Linked DNA regions of Bos taurus: region 2 is linked to region 1. A link is a contact called in public Hi-C data. All regions are on one chromosome and are shown on one strand. Each heading gives the region's core, a stretch centred on a gene start, on an enhancer-like site or on the middle of the called end of the contact. The rest is flanking DNA. Distances are from core to core; before and after follow the strand shown.

Region 1 (2,700 bases), core at 123-2,622:
CTCAGAATAAGAAACATTTTACTAAGTTGAATGTAGCTTTATGAAGACTATTACATGGGGAATGCAGATCAGCACAGATACAGGAGTTCAGCGTTAGGGAACCACCCTAATTATAGACCATCTCTTAGCATGTATTACAATTAACTATGTGCTCGCTGGTTTTATTAGCCTCACTCATAGAAATACAAGTTCTGAGACTGCCTTCCTTCATTCTTATTTATTGACTGATGATGGTTACTGTGTCACAGGAACTCACACTTAAAAAAAAAATTACTCCCTCTGAATATACTGTAACCAGATGACCATTCTACTTTAACATAAGAAGAAAAAAAAGCCAAGTCCATTAGGTGCTAAGCAGTTGTAGAATCTAGAAGATTCTATTCTAGTTGTAGAATTTAGAACATTCTGTTCTATTCAGAGCCTGTTCCAAAGTTGATCTAATTTAATGAGGTATACAGCTGACCCTTGAACAATGCTGGGGTTAGGGACGACAGTCCCCTCTGGTTGAAAACCCGCATGTGAATTTACAGTCAGCCCTTCGTATCCGCAGTCCTGCATCTACGGATTCAACTGTCAAGTGTTTACTCTTGAAAAAAAATCCACGTGTTAGTGCACACGCACAGTACAAACACTGGTTGTTCAAGGGTCAGCTGTATAGTCTTGGTGATTTTGTGAAAGAGGCCATTAGATCACGAAACTAAATAATATTATGTACATTTCTGCCAGTCTGTTGGCTCTTGTTGACTTGTAAATAATGTCCATAGCTGATTTTCTGTCATACTACATATTATTTTTATGTCCACCCTCCCACTCTCACATCTTAAACGACAGAGACATTAAATCTGGCAGCCACACATCAAATGTCCCCTCTGTCCATCTTCAGCGAGAGAAAGTGCTTTTCCAATGCACTTTACTCCTGTAATCAAGGGGCGCATGGCCAGCGGCTCACTGGTCTGCCCTGCTGTGATAATGCTATCAGCTGGCTGTGGGAGTGGCCGTCCCCATGAGGGCTTTGACTTCTCCTCATCAGAGTCCTCTGGCCAACAGAGGAAGAGGGGAGAGTTTGGGGTTAGCAGTGTAGGTAGGGTGTTTAGAAGCAGTATTGTGCTGGTAGACGGGTGAGCAGGGTATACTCTGCGTCCTGTGTACTTGAAAAAAATTACTACCTAAGTATTTGTTCATCAGGCACTGTAGGTTGATGGGAATAGTATAAAGATAAAGACCTGGTTTTTCTTTTTGGAACACAACCAGTAATATGAGCCTGCCTGTAATAAAAACAGGCATGATGCCAAGAGATCCTGGAGGTTGGAGGCAGAGCCTAGGGCGCTTAGGGAAGATTCCACCAAAGAGGAAGCATTTGACCTGAGTCATCATTGGTGTTTATTTTTTTTTAATATTTATTTAGCTGTGCTGGGTCTTAGTTGCAGCATGCAGACTCTTCGATCTTTGTTGCGGAACTTGTACTCTTAGTTACAGCATGTGAGCTTTAGTTCCCTGACCAGGAATCAGATCCGGGTCCCCTGCATTGGGAGTGCCGAGTCTTAGCCTCTGGACTACCAGTGAAGTCCTTGAACTGAGTCTTTAAGGGAAGTTAGGAGTTGCTTGAGGAAGGCTAAGAACTGAGGTTCTGAAGTCAGGACTGATGTATGGTTAGGTCAACCCACTGTTGGGCAAGTAATATCTGTGTGCCTCAGCTTTTTCACTTGTGAAATGGGAGGTAATAGCAGTACCTGGAGTCAGTGTTAGCTACTGTTCTCATACATTCTATTGCTAGGCAGAGGAAGTGGCTTGAAGAGAGGCGAGGACTTGGGGGTGGGGGGAGTATGAGAAATGGTGAGATGTTCGAGTAGGCTGCCTGGAGGAGAGGGGAAGAAGGGTTGGTTGGATTTTGTGTTCTAAGGAATCTGAATTTTATCCCATAGAAAGCAGTTTTAAAACCTCAACTTGCCAGGGCTTCCCTGGTGGCCCAGTGGTTAAGAATCCACCTGTCAATTCAGGGGACACAGGTTTGATCGCTGGTCCAGGAAATTTCCACACGCCTAGGAGCAGCTAAGCCCGTGGGCCACAGCTGCTTAGCCGGTGCCCTAGAGCTCGTGCTCCGCAAGAAAAGAAGCGCTCTTAGTTAGAGCCACCGCGATGAGAAGCCCGCACACTGCAACTAGAGAAATTTCTCACACATTAGCAAAGACCCAGCGCAGCCAAAAATAAACAAACAAACAACTGTTCTCAATGTAAAAAAAAAATCTCAACTTGCTTCTGTTGATCTCTGTGTTGGGATCTGATACAGGAGGAAGCATTGGGGGCAGTCAAAGCAAGAGGAGAGATTGGAAAATGTAAATTAAGTGAGTGACGGTACAGATGGCAAGAACTAGATTTTAGAAACAATTTGGTATTTCTAAATGGTGAAGTCCACTGGATGTGAGAAAGAGGGAGGAATTGTGCACAGGCCCCAGGCAGAGTGGAATGGGTGATGCCAGGAGTGGGAATGGGCATTCATTGGGTGGGGCAGAGGTGTTGAATTTGTAAAAGGGTGACGGTGGGGCTGACAGGCTTGTGTGTGCTTTGGACATGTTTGAGATCTTTGCTGGACATTTAGTATAACTTGCCTGGCATGCTGCGGTCCATGAGGTCGCAAAGAGTCGGACACGAGCGAGCGACAACTGAACTGAACTGACAAGTGAAAAGAACCATCTGGAGCTC
Region 2 (2,700 bases), core at 86-2,585, 62 kb after region 1:
GCCTCGGGAGGTGCCGCCGCGATTCCGTTGCCAGCAGGACCACAAAGTGTTACTAAAACGTGGGCAGCCCCCTCCACCGTCCTGCATGCTCCTCGGGGGCGGGGCAGGGCCTCCTCCCTCCACGGCGCCCGGAGCAAACCCCAACAACGCACAAGTGACAGGAGCGCTGCTGCAGAGCGAGGGTGGGACCGCGCCAGGTGAGTGCGCCTCGGCAGGCGGACGGGGCGAGGGGGCCCGGGACGGCTGCAGGGGGCCAGCGCGCCACTCTGTGTTGCCTGTCTACTGCCCACAAGAAGCGTTGATTATGCAGACTTAGTTAGTGTTAGACACTGGGTCATGTCCGACTCTTTGCGACCCCATGGGCTGTAACCTGTCAGGATCCTCTGTCCATGGGATTCCCTAGGCAAGAACACTGGAGTGGGTGACTATTCCTGTAGACTCTTGGGGTTATTCAGAAGATGGAGGAGGAGCCCAGTGTGAGATGTGTACCAGCATTTCTCTCCTGAAACTGGATTTCAGGGTCTGGTGAGTGTGCTCTTGGCCTGCTGCTCTTTGTCCACATTCTTTGGCTCCTTTTTTCCCTTCTTAGACGAGAGCATTACAATTCAAGCCCCCATAGCTCCAGGTGCCTCTTCAGGTGTGAACTGGGGCGACTAGAAATGAGACTAGTGCAGAGGCTGGTTCTGAATCTCAAGACGTGCATGTTTATGTTCCTGGAGCTCTGGGAACAGAGAGAGAATGGTCTCTTAGATTATAATGGAGAACTTAGGGGGAATTCCACATAATGCCATCCTTTTACCAGATTTCTAAGATCAATGTTTCTTTATAGAGAGCCCTGGATTTTGAGCTCTGTTAAAAACTGTATGTAGGTATAAGGAATCTTTACCTGAAGGGCTCTGCTGGAAGTTTTGAGAGTTTTTTAATAGATGAATACTTAACAGCCAACAGCTAAGAACTTCCAAATATCATCCCCCATTTTTTAAAAAATTGTCAAAAGATTTCCACTTATTCTTACAAATGTTTTTTTGAGACTACATTAAAATTCAGAGCTTGAAGACCATCAAGCATTGGCAAGGACAATGAATTGGTGGTTGTTAATGGTAGGATGCTTTATTCTAGTTCTAATTTGGACATACAATTGCCTAGAGAATTTTCTTTTACCAGCTTATGTGCAAAGTAAAGATGGAGAGAAAGCTGGCAGTGACATAGGCCTTCATATAGAGACAAGCCCTGTTCATGAGGCTTCCTTTGGTAGCCGTCAGGACAGGCCCAGCCCAGACAGAGAAAGGCCTCCTGGCCCTTCCTTCCTGGCCCCTCGTCACCAGCTGCAAAGGGAAGTGCGAGGGGGTGTTTGTGTCGGGCACTTCAGCAGCTGAGTCTCGCCAGGCCTGGACGTAGACGTGGGTCCAGCATGAGTCACTCTTCTGTTTACATTCTTAAAACCGAGGAGGCCCCTGATCTCAGGAGTTTGAGATTCCCCGCTTCCTTCCTTTATATGGTGCTTTTTTTTTTTTTGAACTTCATATTGATTTAAAGCTGTTTGGTTAAAAAGAACTGAAATAAGTTTAGAGGAAATTATTGGTCTTAAAAACAGGTCATTCCCCCTCCCTCCCGCACCAATCAAATATGCTCTGAGCCAGACTCTTTTTATCAAGTTCCTTGGGCATACAGACTGATTCATGCTTGTCTGCCCCGGCATCTAGCTGGGTGGGCATTCATCATTCAGCAGCTGCTTACTGAGCAGCAGTGCCCTGGCTGCCACATGGAATTCAAACGTTAGCAAGATAGGTCTCTGCCTGGAGGGCATTCATGTGAGGGAAGGAAGAGGTAAATGCAATACACGGAGCAAAACAGCTCCAGACAGAGAGAGGCTGTTTTCAGGTGGCGAGCTCAAAAAAACTTCATAGAGGTGGCACTTGAACTGGGCCCAGAAAGATGGATAGATTTCAGTGTGTGAATTCCCAAGGAAAAACAATAGAGGCCCATGGGGAATGGAGCCGGGGTGAGAAGGTGCAGTTTGTAGAGTGTGGGCATCATCAGAGAAAGCAGGGAAAGAGGAAAATGGAAAAGTCAGTGGGTCCCAGGTTGTGGAGCATCTAGGTCAGACCTCAGGCCCAAGAGTTTAGCTTTATTCTTACGCACTACGAAACTCTCCAGTGTTCTCCATAGAGCAGTGATATAATCAAAGGTGTGCTTTATTAATACTAGGGGTGTTTAGAGTGGGTTGTAGCTGTAAAGCAAGGATAGGCTATTTACTGCATTGTCTCAAGATACGGGAAGCTCCTTCTCTGTCCCTGGAAGTAGCACGAGGGTAGCTTTGAGAGGCCCTGGGGGTTGGAGTTAGCAAATACACCAGCCAGGCAAGACAGAAGCGACTTCTCAGACAGGCATGACACGGTTAAGCAAGGCAGGCAGTGGGCAGAGAACTAGTTTGTGGGGAAGTGACGAGCTCACTTTTGGGGCAGTTTGAGCTCGAGGTGTTGAGATGATGCACGAGCCACTGTGATTAATGACACCATCTCTTTCTCAGAGTCAACCCTTGGAGGTGCTGCTGCTTCAAATTATGCAAATTCCACTTGGGGCCCGGGAGCCTCCTCCAACAGCGGCGCCTCCCCCAACCCCATTCACATCTGGGACAAGGTGATTGTAGACGGGTCTGACATGGAAGAGTGGCCTTGCATTGCCAGCAAAGACACTGAG

The links. A called contact is a pair of places that touch in the nucleus more often than the background predicts.
Region 2: a contact with region 1 is called in a Hi-C map of liver, with 2.6 times the contacts expected there. The contact joins two enhancer-like sites. A contact is called at or near these places in 2 of 11 Hi-C or Micro-C datasets (liver and skeletal muscle).

What each region holds. Positions count from the first base shown.
Region 1 is chr5:111,540,874-111,543,573 of ARS-UCD2.0, forward strand. The region is part of intron 1 of TNRC6B (trinucleotide repeat containing adaptor 6B); the gene reads left to right. Among named protein-coding and RNA genes, the nearest start is that of TNRC6B, 14 kb to the left of the region's middle. Within about 2 kb of position 1,373, at least 24 of the 102 cell types and tissues checked have an H3K27ac peak or open chromatin away from gene starts, as enhancers often do. A contact at or near this core is called in liver, where this site is marked.
Region 2 is chr5:111,603,411-111,606,110 of ARS-UCD2.0, forward strand. TNRC6B (trinucleotide repeat containing adaptor 6B) reads left to right here. Exons shown (of 23, transcript NM_001192655.2): 4 at 1-197; 5 at 2,531-2,700. Among named protein-coding and RNA genes, the nearest start is that of ADSL, 71 kb to the right of the region's middle. Within about 2 kb of position 1,336, at least 42 of the 102 cell types and tissues checked have an H3K27ac peak or open chromatin away from gene starts, as enhancers often do. A contact at or near this core is called in liver, where this site is marked.